2 separate regions of the Macaca mulatta genome follow, and region 1 is linked to region 2. The links are chromatin contacts, called in public Hi-C maps. All regions are on one chromosome and are shown on one strand. Each heading gives the region's core, a stretch centred on a gene start, on an enhancer-like site or on the middle of the called end of the contact. The rest is flanking DNA. Distances are from core to core; before and after follow the strand shown. Region 1 holds the start of SIL1 (SIL1 nucleotide exchange factor). Region 2 holds the start of HSPA9 (heat shock protein family A (Hsp70) member 9).

Region 1 (7,412 bases), core at 1,578-4,077, 610 kb before region 2:
GCTTAAGGCCGTGTGAGTAGAGGCTGTCTACTTAGGTTCAACCCTGCACACTGGCTTCAGCAGCAGCTCAAGAGGCTTGATTTCAGAGCAAGTTCCTCTGAGAAGGTAGTTCTGTCAGGGTATGGCTTTGTCTGTTGGGACTACTATAACAAACACCTTAGGCTGGGTAATTTACAAACAGAAATTTACTGCTCACTATTCTAGAGACTGGGAAATCCAAGATCAAGGTGCCAACAGATTTAGGGGCTGGTGAGGGCTTGCTCTCTATTTCAAAGATGGTGCCTTGCTGCCTTGCTTCACATGGTGGAAGGGAAGATCACTGTGTCCCTCCATGGCAGAAGGGGCAAGGCAGCTCCCTTCAACCTGACCTTGTTTTTTTTTTTTTGACATGGAGTTTTGCTCTGTTGCCAGGCTGGAGTGCAGTGGTGCGATCTCGGCTCACTGCAACCTCCACCTCCTGGGTTCAAGTGATTCTCCTGCCTCAGCCTCCTGAGAGCTGGGACTAGAGGTGTGCACCACCATGCCCTGCTAATTTTTGTATTTTTAGTAGAGACGGGGTTTCACCATGTTGGCTAGGATGGTCTCGATCTCCTGACCTTGTGATCCGCCTGCCTCAGCCTACCAAAGTGCTAGGATTACAGGCGTGAGCCACCACGCCCAGCCCAACCTGGCCACCTTTTAACACTATCACATTGGATATGAGGTTCCAATGTATGAATTTAGGGGAGACACCAACATTCAGACTATGGCAGTGCTTTTCAAGGTTTGGAGACCGGACCTGGGGTGGCAGTGGGAGACAGACTATCCCTTTCCTACCACATACCTAAGCTGGTTAGATCTGTCCCAAGGAGAAAGGCCCCACTTTGAGCGCTGGCAGCTGTGTTCAGCTGGCCTCTTCTCTTGGCCCAAGCATTCATTTATTCATGCTATGAGAAGATTTGAGCTTATTCTATTTTTAAGGCTCTTACTCTTGTAGCACTTTATTAATATCTTTTTTATAACTTGTGCCAGTCTCTTATAATTTATATGTTCATTCTGTAATTTATCACTCATGAGATATTTGTTGAACATTTATTATCTGTACTTATGGTACTAGGCAGTGACATAAGCTAGAATTATTCTTAGGCCCAGTTCTTCTCACTGGTCTCGTGGGTGTTCCAGGGGAAAAGTGAGCTGTTCTCTTTCCAAATCAGGCCCCAGGTGTTTTATCTAGACCTTTCTCATAAGTTGGCACTGTTCACTGAACTACTGCCCAGGGGCTTGTTCTCCCTTCCCATACTAGTAACCAAGGTTTGCTCAGTGGCTGTGAAGTCAGTTTCCCATCTGCTTGAAGTAAACATAATCAAGAAGGTAAATTGAGTGGTAGAAGTTCGTAGAGTACATGGAAAAGGGAAAGGAAGTCCAGAGATAGGTTGTTAGCTATTGGGGAATACTTGCCCTTTGGGGAGGTCACTGTCTGGATTATTGTTTTCTCCACTCACGAATGACCAGGAATCACTGTGTGGGGGCTCTGAGGGCAGGAGGGGGCAGTCATTTTATTCATCAGGTTAAGCACGTCTAGGAAAGGGCAAGGTCTGAAGGTGGAACAGTGGAAAGAGAACAGGACTTTGGAGGCACCTAAATCTAGCTTTAACTCCCAGTTCTATCACTTCCTGACTGTATGACTTTGTGTAACTCCTTTAGCCTCTTTGAGCTTTAGCTTCCCCATTTATAAAAAGGGGATGACCATTCTGCTCAGAGGACGTTATAAGTAAATAAAATATGTATGCAGCACCTGGCACAGAAAATATTATATTCACTGGTACAGCAGAATTAGAACTGCACTGACACCAGCCTGGGGAACATAGTGAGACCCTGTCCGAAAAAAAAAAAAAAAAAAAAGCCTGGCAACAGCGGCACGCTCCTGTGGTCCCAGCTACTGGAGGCTGAGGGGGAGGATCCCTTGAGCCTGGGAGGTCAAGGCTGCGATGAGCCAAGATTGTGCCACTGCATTCCAGCCTGGGGGACACAGTGAGATGCCATATTAAAAACAAAAATCAGAATTGCAAGTGATCTTTATTTTACTAAATTTTGAGACAGAGTCTCACTCTGTCACCCAGGCTGGAGTGCAGTGGCACGATTTCAGCTCACTGCAACCTCTGCCTCGTGGGTTCAAGCGATTCTCCTGCCTCAGCCTCCCAAGTAGCGGCAATTACAGGCGCCCGCCACCACGCCTGGCTAATTTTTGTATATTTAGTAGAGAAGGGGGGGGGGTTTCACCATGTTGGCCAGGCTGGTCTTGAACTCCTGGCCTCAAGTGATCCGCCCGCCTGGGCCTCCCAAAGTGCTGGGATGACAGGTGTGAGCCACTGCGCCTGGCCACCTGATGTTATTTTTTAAATAACTGGTCCTTGTAAAAAATTTGCCCAAGTATATAAAGTGAGTGACTTACAGGTGTCGTATTTTGCATGAATTTGCGAGAAATTTTATTGCTGGAGACTCTCGGCTTATGTCCCAAACTGAGTCACAAGAACTTGATTTATTTTTACCCGCACCCCTCTGATTGCTTTCTGAGGGTCCTTCCGCTAGAAAGAAATTACACTGTTCGAAAATCAGAGAGGAAACTTCGCGGTTGCAGCCTGGAAGCAGAAGCAGGTGGCACGTATCTCTTCAGCCCTCGCTCTACCAGCAGAGGGGCGCTGGGGCAGCTCGTGCAGAGTCTGCAGAGGGCGGTGCTAGGGGCGGTGCTCCCACCTTGGTGCGTGGTCGGGGGTGCCGCGCGCTGTTCTGTCGGCCCGCGATTGGGCGAGGCCACGAGCTGCGTAACAGCTGCCAGCTCACGGGCTCAGACTGTCGCCGCCGCGTTTGCGCAGGGGGAGCTGGTCGCCGCTGCGGCCGCCTGGAATTGTGGGGGTTGTGTCTGCCACTCGGCTGCCGGAAGCCGAAGGTAGGGGCGGTGAGGGCCGCCCGGCCCTGGAGCTGGGCTGGGGGTTCAGGGCGCTTCCTGGGCCTTCTCCTGCCGGCGGCCTCGGCGCCTTCTCAGCAGTGTTCTCGGGACCCACACATCTTCACTACTGTCTCCAAAGCGGGACGTCCAAGTGGGCCCGGTGCACCCTGCCGAAGGCCCACCTTTCTTACCTTTCCCACTCAGAATGTCTCCATTCACCTCTTCATTGGCGGGAGATGAGGCCGTGGAAATTCGATATTGGCTTTGGCTCCGCACCTGTTTTTAGTGCCCTTGACTGTTTGATTCTTCCGGCCTAAATTTCCGTATCTGTCTGAAGGGGTGGCTTGGGTGTTGACCCGTGTGTCTCTTCCCATGTGGAATTATTGTCACTCTCTTAATGCTTGTTTTTCTTTGTCCTAGAAAATTTGCCTTTAGAGGTTACAGACTTTGGTTAGTGTTATCTCTCAGATCATCTGGGGGGTTTGTGCATAAGCCTTGGACTCCATTCTCTGGGATTTCGGATAAGGTGGTGCGTGGGCAGCTGTACCCCAGGGGGTTCTCATTCAGGTAGTCCCGGAATCCTGGCTTTGAAAATCCCTGCTTCAGAAGTCAGGAGAGAATGACTTGACATATGAGCTCCTGGAATGGGACTCTTGAGTGGGAAAAGCCAGGAATCAGGAAATGGTAACACCTGTGAGGCTGGGGCTTTCTTTGCACCGGAGGAATTAGAATGCCATTTGATGTCTTTTAAAAATATTTGACTACCTATATATGTAAGATCAGTTTTCTAATATTTTTAAATGCCTGGCTTCAGTTGGCTTTCCCACCTCAGTAAACCTAAATAAAAACACAAAACTGTTCTGAGAGATGGGGAGGCGGTTAAGTTAACCCAAACTAAGTAGACAGGAGGAGAATAAAATTTACATATTTGCTAAGAGACGAAACTGATGTGTTTGTAAACAGTTTTTTTATTTTTTATTGAGGCGGAGTTTGGCTCTTGTTTCCCAGGCTGGAGTGCAATGGCACCATCTCGACTCACGGCAACCTCCACCTCCCAGGTTCAAGCGATTCTCCTGCCTCAGCCTCCCGAGTAGCTGGGATTACAGGCATGCGCCACCATGCCCAGCTAATTTTCTTTTCTTTCTTTCTTTTTTTTTTTTTTGGGATGGAGTCTCGCTCTGTCGCCCAGGCTGGAGTGCAGTGGCCGGATCTCAGCTCACTGCAAGCTCCGCCTCCCAGGTTTACGCCGTTCTCCTGCCTCAGCCTCCCAAGTAGCTGGGACTACAGGCGCCCGCCACCACGCCCGGCTAGTTTTTTTGTATTTTTTTTTTAAGTAGAGACGGGGTTTCACCGTGTTAGTCAGGATGGTCTCGATCTCCTGAGCTCGTGATCCGCCCGTCTCGGCCTCCCAAAGTACTGGGATTACAGGCTTGAGCCACCGTAATTTTCTATTTTTATAGAGAGAGGGTTTCTCCCAGGCTGGTCTTGAACTCCCAAACTCAGGTGATCTGTCCGCCTCGGCCTCCCAAAGTGTTGGGATTACAGGCAGGAGCCACCTCGCCTGGCCTATAAATAGGTGGTTTTTTTTTGTTTGTTTGTTTTTTGACATTGTGAAAGATACTTTGTTATGTGTGTGTCTTTTCAGCTCTCACCCCACCCAAGTTTTTTTCTTTTCTGATAAAAATATAGCCAGATTTGGGGATTAGGTAGGATTTTGATGGGAGCCGGAGTGTAACGATATTGGGATTGATATTTATACAACGTGGGTCAGAACTTGGTGTGTGGTTTTAGTTGAGAACATGGCCCTCGGGTTAAGATGGTGTTACCACACCAGATTTATTTCACCTGTCTTTCAGATGTTTAGTGAATTTAATCTGCTCATGAATACATGTGCTATTTTAATGAAATTGGCAATAGAAGAGACTTTCTGCTCCCATTTTACAGGTGATGGAAATGTTACTAGGGATGTGGAAGTCCAGGAATGAAAAGTTGCCTAGTACTTTGATTCCCACTTACTTCTTCCCTGTTTTCTGAAGGCCAGCTATTCTCTACTGAGGCCAACTGTGAGCCCTGGTGTGTTTCATTGGCAAGAGAAAAGGCTGATTAAGTGAAACCGAAAGGTAACAAAATGGATTTTAAAATAACAGACATGTGGAAACTTAATCCACTAATGAATGTTCTCCTTTAGAGTGGTGTGTGCAGGTGTAGGTGGTGGGAGTTGAGGGTGGCATCCCCTAAGTGATTTGGCTGTTGTCCAAGGCAGTTTTGAAAATCCACCTCTGGAATTGTTTTCAGAGACCTTTTTGAACCATGTGAGAGATCAGTTCCTTTAATATATTGAGTCATACTGTATTTTTTTTTTTTTTTTTTTGAGACGGAGTCTCGCTCTGTCGCCCAGGCTGGAGTGCAGTGGCCGGATCTCAGCTCACTGCAAGCTCCGCCTCCCGGGTTCACGCCATTCTCCTGTATTTTTTTTTTTTTTTTTTGAGATGGGGTTTCACTTTGTGGCTCAGGCTGGAGTGTGGTGGCATAATCATAGGTCACTGCAAGCTTGAACTCCTGGGCTTAAGTAATACTCTCACCAAAGCCTCCTAAGTAGTTGTGACTACAAGGGTGCACCACCAGGCCCAGCTAATTTTGTAATTTTAATTTTTGTAGAGACAGGGTCTCGCTGTGTTGTCCAGGCTGTTTTCGAATTCCTGGCCTTAAGCAATTCTCCTGTTTTGGCCTCCTAAAATGTTGAGATTACAGGCGTGAGCCACTGCATACAGCCTATATATATTTAACCCCGAATGGCATGGGTAAGCAACCTTGTCACCTGACTTGTCTTCAGATGAGTTAACGGTTCTTTTGAAGTGGAAATAACAGATTTTTGGAGGGCGGTGAACATGAGTTTTAATTCTGAGTCTACCACTTATTAGCCACATAACCTTGGATAAGTTACTTCACCTCTGGGGCTCAATGTACCACTACATAAAAGTGGCAATAATACTTTGAAGGGTGGTTAAATGAGGTAATTACCCATGAAAGCTCTTGGGACATAGGAATGCAATAAATGTTTTCACCCTCAAAGATTGAAGATTTGCTGTTAATGAGAATATTCAAAAGAACATGACAGTCTCTGGCTGGGCACGGTGGCTCACGCCTGTAATCCAGCACTTTGGGAGGCCAAGGTGGGTGGATCACTTGAGGTGGGGAGTTCAAGACCAGCCTGACCACCATGGAGAGAAACCCCGTCTCTACTAAAAATACAAAATTAGCCGGGCGTGGTGGCGCATGCCTGTAATCCCAGCTACTCGGGAGGCTGAGGCAGGAGAATCACTTGAACCTGGGAGGTAGAGGCTGCAGTGAGCCGAGATCATCGTGCCATTGCACTCCAGCCTGGGTGACAGAGCGAGAGACTCTGTCTCAAAAAACAAACAAAAAACAAACAAACAAGTCTCTAAAAGGAAGTTGTACCTTTTTCGAAAGAGGTGGATATTCTTTTTCACATGCTTGTGGATTCATACTCTGACCTGCTCAGCCTCCCCCCGTCTTTCTTCATTTTCTATCCTTTCCTAAGTGAAGTTCTGCTGCAGAGGCTGTCGGCCAGTCTCTTGGAGTAAGCCTCTTTTCAGGAGAGCTAATCTGAACGCTCTTACAATGCTAGTCCCTTGGTTACTATTCCTAGGCATTTTTCTCTGGGGGCTCCAGATGGTGCTTGGATCATGCTCTGTATCACAGCCATCTCTAACTCCTGGATTCGGTGTCCATTTGGAGACCCATCCTGTGGAGCTAATCTTCTCTCTTTCTGAGCAAGGATGAATACTTTATCCTTTTCTGAGTCAGCCTTAAACTGCAAACCTTAGTCTTCTACAGCAGAAAGCCTTGCATTTTAATTATATATAGTCTAAAGAGGGAATAGCCTGCCCTTTTCTTTTCTTCCTTTACTTTCACCAAGGATTTCACTGCCGAGTAGGGGAGTAGGAGAATAGCCTGTTGCCATTCAGAGTGAGGCTTTGGGTAGCCCCTGATTCCTAGCATAAGCAATAACTGAGTTCATCTTTGGGATGAAAACCTTATAAAAGATTTGGGCTGCTTAGACATATGTGGAGAACCTCATGGAATTTTCCTAGCTTGTGAGGAGTTTATACCTGGCATTCTTACTTTTGCAAATTTCTACCCAGAATCCAGTAGCAACAAAACTATGTTCAGCCCAGACTTGTAGTTCCTTCAGGTTCCACCAGGCAGCTGTAAGACAAGGGTGTGGTTGTGCTGGCTGGCCATGTCTGCCCTCATCCTCCTAATACTGCCCTTGGCTTTGGTATTGAGAAGGAAGTGGCATAATCAATTTGTGAGTAACATTCTCTGCCAAAGTAGAAGTCAGGGGCAGAGAGTTGTCAGCATAGGACTAGACAAATGGAAAGAGCCAGCCTTGCCTCAGGAATGCTGCTAAAGTGCTGTGAATCCATGACAACCACTGTGTTTCTTGGTGTCACCTCATTTG
Region 2 (7,546 bases), core at 1,792-4,291:
TTCTTTTTTTTTTTTTTTTTTTTTTTTGAGACGGAGTCTGGCTGTGTCACCTGGAGTGCGGTGGTGCAATCTCCACTCACTGCAACCTCCACCTCCTGGGTTCAGGCAATTCTCCTGCCTCAGCCTCCCGAGTAGCTGGGGTTACAGGCACCCACCACCACGCCTGGTTAATTTTTGTATTTTTAGTAGAGACGAGGATTTCACCATGTTGTTCAGGCTGGTCTCGGACTCCTGACCTCAGGTGACCCACCCACCTCAGCCTCCCAAAGTGCTGGGATTACAGGTGTGAGCCACCACACCCAGCCGCATCTTTCTTTCTTTTCTCTCTTTCTCCTTCTTTCCTTCCTTCTCTCCCTTCCTCCTTCCTTTCTCCTTTCTTTCTCTCTCTTTTTTTTTTTTTAACGTCTCCCTGTGTCACCCAGACTGGAGTGAAATGACACGATCATAATCACGACTCACTGCAGCCTCGACCTCCCTTGGCTCAGGTGATTCTTCCACCTCAGCCTCCCGAGTAGCTGGTAGCTGGGACTACAGGTGCACCACCATGCCCGGCTAGTTTTTTGTAGAAATGGGGTTTTGCCATGTTGCCCAGGCTGCTCTCAAACTCCTGAACTCAAGTGATCCTCCCACTCCAGCCTCCCAAGTAGGTGGAACTACAGGTGCTGGCTACCATGCCCAGCTAATTAAGGAAAAAAAAAAAAATGGCCGGGCGCAGTGGCTCACGCCTGTAATCCCAGCATGTGGGATGCCGAGGCGCGTGGATCCCTTGAGTTCAGGAGTTGGAGACCAGCCTGGGCAACATGGTGAAACCCCGTCTCTACCAAAAATACAAAAATTAGCCAGGCGTAGTGGCGCATGTCTGTAATCCCAGCTACTCGGGGGAGTGGGGTGCTGAGGCGGCAGTGGAATCACCTGAGCCCGGAAAGGTCGAGGCAGCAGTAAGCTGGGACTGCACCACTGCACTCCAGCCTGGGCAACAGAGGCTAAAGATGGGGTCTCACTCTGTTGCTCAAGCTGATCTTGAATTCCTGGGTTCAAGTGATCCTCCCACCTCGGCCTCCCAAAGTGCTGGGATTACAGGTGTGAGCCACCGCCCGGCCACCCCTGCCTTCTGAGAGAATTAAAAAACAAGAGAAATGAAGTGTTAAGTAACTAGTGAGGATAATATAATAATAGCTGACAGTTAAGAGTGTGTGGGAGGCTTTTTTAAATCTTTTAGAATCTGTATAATCTATAACCTATGTTACGTTAAACTTTATTTTCTTACTCCCACTGCCATCCCCCTCAGAATGTAAACTCTTCAGTTAGCTTCTTTCCCTCCCCAACCTTCTCCAACATTTCCTTCACAATTCCTCACCCAGGGGTGACTACTTAATATTACTGATCTTCCTGAAGAGATAGGGAGTCTGAAGCATTTCTCTTTTTTGAAAGAGGGCTTCCAGGACAAATTGCTTCATCTCCAAAATCAAGCTCAATCTGTCATCATCCATTCATTCGTGTTTTGCTTTTGCTGTATTCCCACCACCTAGAAGAGTGACTGACACGGTAGGCACGCCAGAACATATCTTTTGAATCAATTAATTCTCTTCTTAAAAATCTAAAACTGGGCTGGGCACGGTGGCTCACGCCTGTAATGCCAGCACTTTGGGAGGCCAAGGGGAGAAGATCACAAGGTCAGGAGACCGAGACCATCCTGGCCAATATGGTGCAACCCGGTCTCTACCAAAAATATAAAAATTAGCTGGGCGTGGTGGCGCGCGCCTGGAATCCCAGCTACTTGGGAGGCTGAGGCAGGAGAATCGCTTGAATCAGGGAGTCAGTGGTTGCAGTGAGCCTAGATGGCGCCACTGCACTCCAGCCTGGCGACAAAACGAGACTGTCTCAAAAAAAACCCCAAAAACCTAAAACTGGTCACAGGGTAGAGTAGTAGTTGACATCCTGCCAGCAGCACAAGGTTTGAAAAGGGCCAGAGGAGTCTCAAGTCAGGCCCAGCACAGTGGGGAGAGAAAGGGCCTGAAGCTCAGCTATTTTTTTTTTTTCTCCTGCAAGCTCCGCCTCCCGGGTTCACGCCATTCTCCTGCCTCAGCCTCCCGAGTAGCTGGGACTACAGGCGCCCGCCACCACGCCCGGCTAATTTTTTGGTATTTTTAGTAGAGACGGGGTTTCACCGTGTTAGCCAAGATGGTCTCGATCTCCTGACCTCGTGATCCGCCCGCCTCAGCCTCCCAAAAGTGCTGGGATTACAGGCGTGAGGCACCGCGCCCTGCCAAGCTCAGCTATTTTTTTTCCCCTTTGTGCAGGCGAATTGGCCTAATGTTATGTGTGAACCAAACGCTTTGTAGTTGGAAACCCAAGACCCCTGTGATAAAACGCAACACGAAATTGTTTAAGCTCTGCATTCCAAGTATATTTCAAGTTGTGAACAACGGGCGGCACCAAGCAACAAAAGTACTGACGTCCTCACTTAACAAAGCCACAAGACAAGATGGCGCCATCCTCCAAGAGCGAGAGGGGGGAACACTTTCACGCCCGCGGGATGTGCACGCGCCCGGGCTCGCCCCAGGCAACGCTGGCGTGCGCTCAAGCACCCAATGAGCGATGTAGTTAGTCTCCACCCACGTTTGCCGCCACTCCCTGGGCACATGCGCTCCAGGTTCTTAGCGGGATGCCTATTGCGCAGGCGCAACAGGCTCCTCCTTCCGCGCAACTGACGCAAGAAGACTGTAATCGGTTCGCAATTTATCCCGTGTGACCTTGAGTCTTTCCTGTCGCTGAGGACCAGGGCTGTCCGAGGTGCCGCCTTCATACCCCTTTTCCTCCCCTGGACTCTTTGTGGCCCAGAGCCGCCGCAGCCGGGACGGGAGGGCAGGCGTTCTCCAACCATCATGCTGCGGAGCATATTACCTGTACGCCCTGGCTCCGGGAGCCGCAGTCGAGTATCCTCTGGTCAGGCGGCGCGGGCGGCGCCTCAGCGGAAGAGCGGGCCTCTGGGCCGCAGTGATCAACCCCCGCCCCTCACCCCACGTGGTTGGAGGTTTCCAGAAGCGCTGCCGCCACCGCATCGCGCAGCTCCCGGCCGCCTGAGCGCCTGTTTGCTGCCTCGTACTCCTCCATCTATCCGCCATGATAAGCGCCAGCCGAGCTGCAGCAGCCCGTCTGGTGGGAGCCGCAGCCTCCCGGGGCCCTACGGCCGCCCGCCACCAGGTGAGAAACTGTCGGACCTTCCCGAATGGGGTCACGGCCTCGGGCCTCGGTGCGGCAGGCCGCGCGCCCTTTAGGGTTTGAGTTCTCCGGGATAGGTCAGGCGGGAAGGAAGGTGACGGACCTTCCGTAGGTAGCGCTGCCGGCTCAAGATTTTGCGGAAGGTTTTGCCTCCGGCTTAGGCCCTGCTGAGTCACACCCCTCGCGATCTAGAGTATCATCTCAAAATTACCAGCTAGTGGTCCTGATGGCTCGTTCTGTGGCTGAATGGAAAGATTTGGCCTTGGGGGTGAGGGATGCAGTCTATTAGGAAAGCCGCTATTTTCAGTTTTGTTTTCGGCTCCTCTACAGAATACGGAATGTGTAAGGATCTCGTTAATAAGGTGAACTTTCTTATCTTAAGATGAGAAAGTCCTGAGTCGGAAATAAAACTCCAGTTTTTGTGCTTAGCAACATTTTCTCAAAATCGGTGGTGTAAGATTTTACTCGTTTGTTACTTAAGGACAAAAAGCAGATCGGGGGGCGGAAAAAAAGCTATGGAGTGGTTATTTGTTTTCTAAAATAAAAGATAAATATTTTGGAGAATAGGAATTGTATATGGGCATTAAGGAAGGCTTGGAAGGAGCCTGAAGTTAAATCGTGATAAAGATCTTTTATCCTAGTGGAAGGCTACTACTTAATTTTTCTTTTTAAAAGACTTACTAATCCTAGTTCTCTTAAACTAATTGCATGGCAAGGTCAGGGGAAGTGTTTTCCCCCAGGGGACATCTGGCAATGTCTGTGGATATTTTAGGTTGTCGCTAACTTACTGGGGTTCTTATTGGTTTCTAGGGTGTAGAGGCCAGGGATGCTGCTGTATATCCTACAATGCACAGAACAGCCCCCACAACAAAGATTTGGCCCAAAATTAATAGCGCCACGGTTGAGAAATCCTATTGTAATGTGATTCTAAGGCCATCTTTTATTTACCTTTTTTTATCTTACTTATTTGGGAAACTTTAATATTTACTGTTTTAGTAGCTTAACGTATTTTATATGCTAAATGAGCCCAAGTTTTCTTTTTTTCCTCTCAGGATACACATTGGTTGGTGACTGAGTCAGTTTTTTTCTTTTTTAGGATGGCTGGAATGGCCTTAGTCATGAGGCTTTTAGAATTGTTTCGAGGCGGGATTATGCGTAAGTATAATTTCATTTCCTTTGAGAGGGAATACATATTAAACTTCATAGCAGTGTTTTCTACATTTGTGATTAACTATTCTTCTCTAATTTATCTGTATTAGAGATTATGTAGTATACCACTGTTAATTTTCCAATTAAATATTATCTTTAAGTGACTTTGGTCTATCAAGATAACAACAGCTGTGACGTTGTTCTAAATGTCTTACAGATCAGAAGCAATCAAGGGGGCAGTTGTTGGTATTGATTTGGGTACTACCAACTCCTGCGTGGCAGTTATGGAAGGTAAACAAGCAAAGGTGAGCATGATTGGTAACTAGTACCCTATCCAGAACCTATCCAGAATTCTGTGGTCTTTTCCTTAGTTAAAGAATTTGAGAACCTGATTTGCTTTTTTTTGGTGGGGGGGAGATGGTCTCTATAGCTCAGGGTGGAGTGCAGTGGCACGATCTCTCCTCACTGCAACCTCTGCCTCCTGGGTTCATGCAGTTGTCCTGCCTTGGCCACATAGCTGGGAATGCAGGCGTGAACCACCATTCCTGGCTAATTTTTTGTATTTTTAGTAGAGACAGTTCCACTGTGTTGGCCAGGCTGGTCTCGAGCTCAAGTGATCCGCCCGCCTTGGCCTCCCAAAGTGCTGGGATTATAGGCATGAACTACTGAGCCTGACCTGAAACTACTTTTAACTAAAACAACAAAAACATGACTATAGATCAAGGCTGGCCAGGCATAATGACTCACGCCGGCAGTCCCAGCACCATGGGAGGCCAAGGGGGGCGGATTACCTGAGGTCCTGAGTTCAAGACCAGCCTGGCCAACATGGTGAAACCCCGTCTCTACTAAAAATACAAAAAATTGGCCGGGCACAGTGGATCACAAGGTCAAGATATCAAGACCATCCTGGCCAACATGGTGAAACCTGTCTCAACTAAAAATACAAAAATTAGCTGGGCATAGTGACACATACCTGTAGTCCCAGCTACTCAGGAGACTGAGGCAGGAGAATCGCTTGAACCCGGGAGGCGGAGGTTGCAGTGAGCCGAGATTGTGTCACTGCATTCCATCCTGGCGACAGAGCGAGACTCCATCTCAAAAAAAAAAAAAAAAAGGCCAGGCGTGGTGGCCAGCACCTGTAATCCCAGCTCCTCAGGAGACTGAGGCAGGAGAATCACTTGAACCCAGGAGGCAGAGGTTGCAATGAGCCAAGGTCACATCACTGTACTCCAGCCTGGGTGACAGAGCGAGACTTTGTCTCAAAAGAAAAGAAAAGACTATAGATCAGGTTTTTCATACCCAGTGTTGGGACAAAAAGAAAAGACTATAGATCAGGTTTTTCATACCCAATATTGGGACCCAATGTTACTTCCACATGGAGAATTATATCTACTTCTAAATTTTTTGGGGGGTTGGCCACAGATTTCAGGCATATAGGAAAAATGCTAAGAAGCACAAATTAGGGCCAAGAGAAGGAATAATCTCGGTGCCAAACAAGTGGGATTAGAAGACCATAGACAGTTCAGGTGATTTCAGAAGAGGAGATGGGGGAAAGAGGAAGCATGAGAGCAAAAGAGGCCATGAATGGAAGAAGCAAGAGTCAAGAATTCCCGGTGCTCTAAATCTTGCTAAGAACCCAATAGGAATAAAAGTTCAATATATAGAGTAAGGAGGCTTCAAAAGGAATAGCCTGCTCCAGTGAACAACATGCATTACTTCACATGTGAAGCTCCACTTCTAGTCTGTCTCTGCACCTCCAACTTTGGTTCAGTTTAGAAAATGCAGCACTTTGGTGGTTACCAGAGTAACCAAACAGTGCAAGCCATTCCCACCCCTCTTAATAGTAAATTAGTAGCCTACCTCTATACCACATTTAAATCCTTTTCTGGGAAGTTAGATACATACAATTATCAGCACTACAAAGGTTCACCTATCAAGAGTCTTAAAAGCAACCAAAACAGCTTTTGTTTTGTTTTGTTTTGTTTTGTTTTTGAGACGGAGTCTCGCTCTGTCGCCCAGGCTGGAGTGCAGTGGCCGGATCTCAGCTCACTGCAAGCTTTGCCTCCCGGGTTCACGCCATTCTCCTGCCTCAGCCTCCCGAGTAGCTGGGACTGCAGGCGCCCGCCACCTCGCCCGGCTAGTTTTTTGTATTTTTTTAGCAGAGACGGGGTTTCACCGTGTTAGCCAGGATGGTCTGGATCTCCTGACCTTGTGATCCGCCCGTCTCGGCCTCCCAAAGTGCTGGGATTACAGGCTTGAACCACTGCGCCCGGCCCAAAACAGCTTTTAAAATGTAAATCAGGGCCAAGCCTGTTGAGTCCTACTTGGGACTCAACACTTTGGGAGGTCACTTGAGTCAGAGTTGAAGATCACCCTGGGCAACATAGCAAAACACTTTTGAAGACCTGGGCTACAAAAAATTAGCCAGGCACAATGGTATGCACGTGTGATCCCAGCTACTCTGGAGGCTAAGGTGGGAGGATCAGCTGAGCCTGGCAGGTCAAGGCTGCAGTGAGCTGTGACAGTGCCACTGCGCTCCAGCCTAGGTGACAGGTGAGACTCTGTCTCAAAAAAAAAAAAAAAAAGCCAGGCGGTACCTCATGCCTATAATCCCAACATTTTGGGAGGCCAAGGTGAGCGGCTGACCAACTTGGCAAAACCCCATCTCTACTAAACGTACAAAAAAAAAATTAGTTGGGCATGGTGGCAGGCACCTGTAATCCCAGCTACTCGGGAGGCTGAGGCAGGAGAGTTGAACCCAGGAGGCGGAGTTTACAGTGAGCCGAGATCGCACCACTGCACTCCAGCCTGGATGACAAGAGCGAGACTCCATCTTAAAAAAAAAAAAAAAAAAGGTAGTTTGAAAGTAAAGGACTAAAGATATGTTAAATATCTACTGTTCATTAACTATCAGCAGTAAAGCGTGCCCAGTATTGTTCATGCACATTTGTTTCATAATTTGGGAGCTGTTTTTGTGTCTTAAATGATTGCTGCAAAGATACCAGTGATAGGCTGGGCGCAGTGGCTCACGCCTGTAATCCCAACACTTTGGGAGGCTGAGGCGGGCGATCGCCTGAGGTCAGGAGTTCAAGACCAGCCTGGCCAAAATGGTGAAACCCCATCTCTACTAAAAAATAACAAAAAATTAGCTGGGCGTGGTGGTGCACGCCTATAG

Evidence for each region. A called contact is a pair of places that touch in the nucleus more often than the background predicts.
Region 1: a contact with region 2 is called in a Hi-C map of fetal cortex germinal zone, with 2.7 times the contacts expected there. The contact joins the promoter of SIL1 here to the promoter of HSPA9 in region 2. A contact is called at or near these places in 2 of 14 Hi-C or Micro-C datasets (fetal cortex germinal zone and fetal cortical plate).

Annotation. Positions count from the first base shown.
Region 1 is chr6:148,050,494-148,057,905 of T2T-MMU8v2.0, reverse strand. SIL1 (SIL1 nucleotide exchange factor) reads left to right here and starts at 2,827. Exons shown (of 10, transcript XM_077937085.1): 1 at 2,827-2,926.
Region 2 is chr6:147,443,424-147,450,969 of T2T-MMU8v2.0, reverse strand. It overlaps HSPA9 (heat shock protein family A (Hsp70) member 9), which reads left to right and starts at 3,041. Exons shown (of 17, transcript XM_015140986.3): 1 at 3,041-3,204; 2 at 4,319-4,377; 3 at 4,589-4,676. The coding sequence starts at 3,124.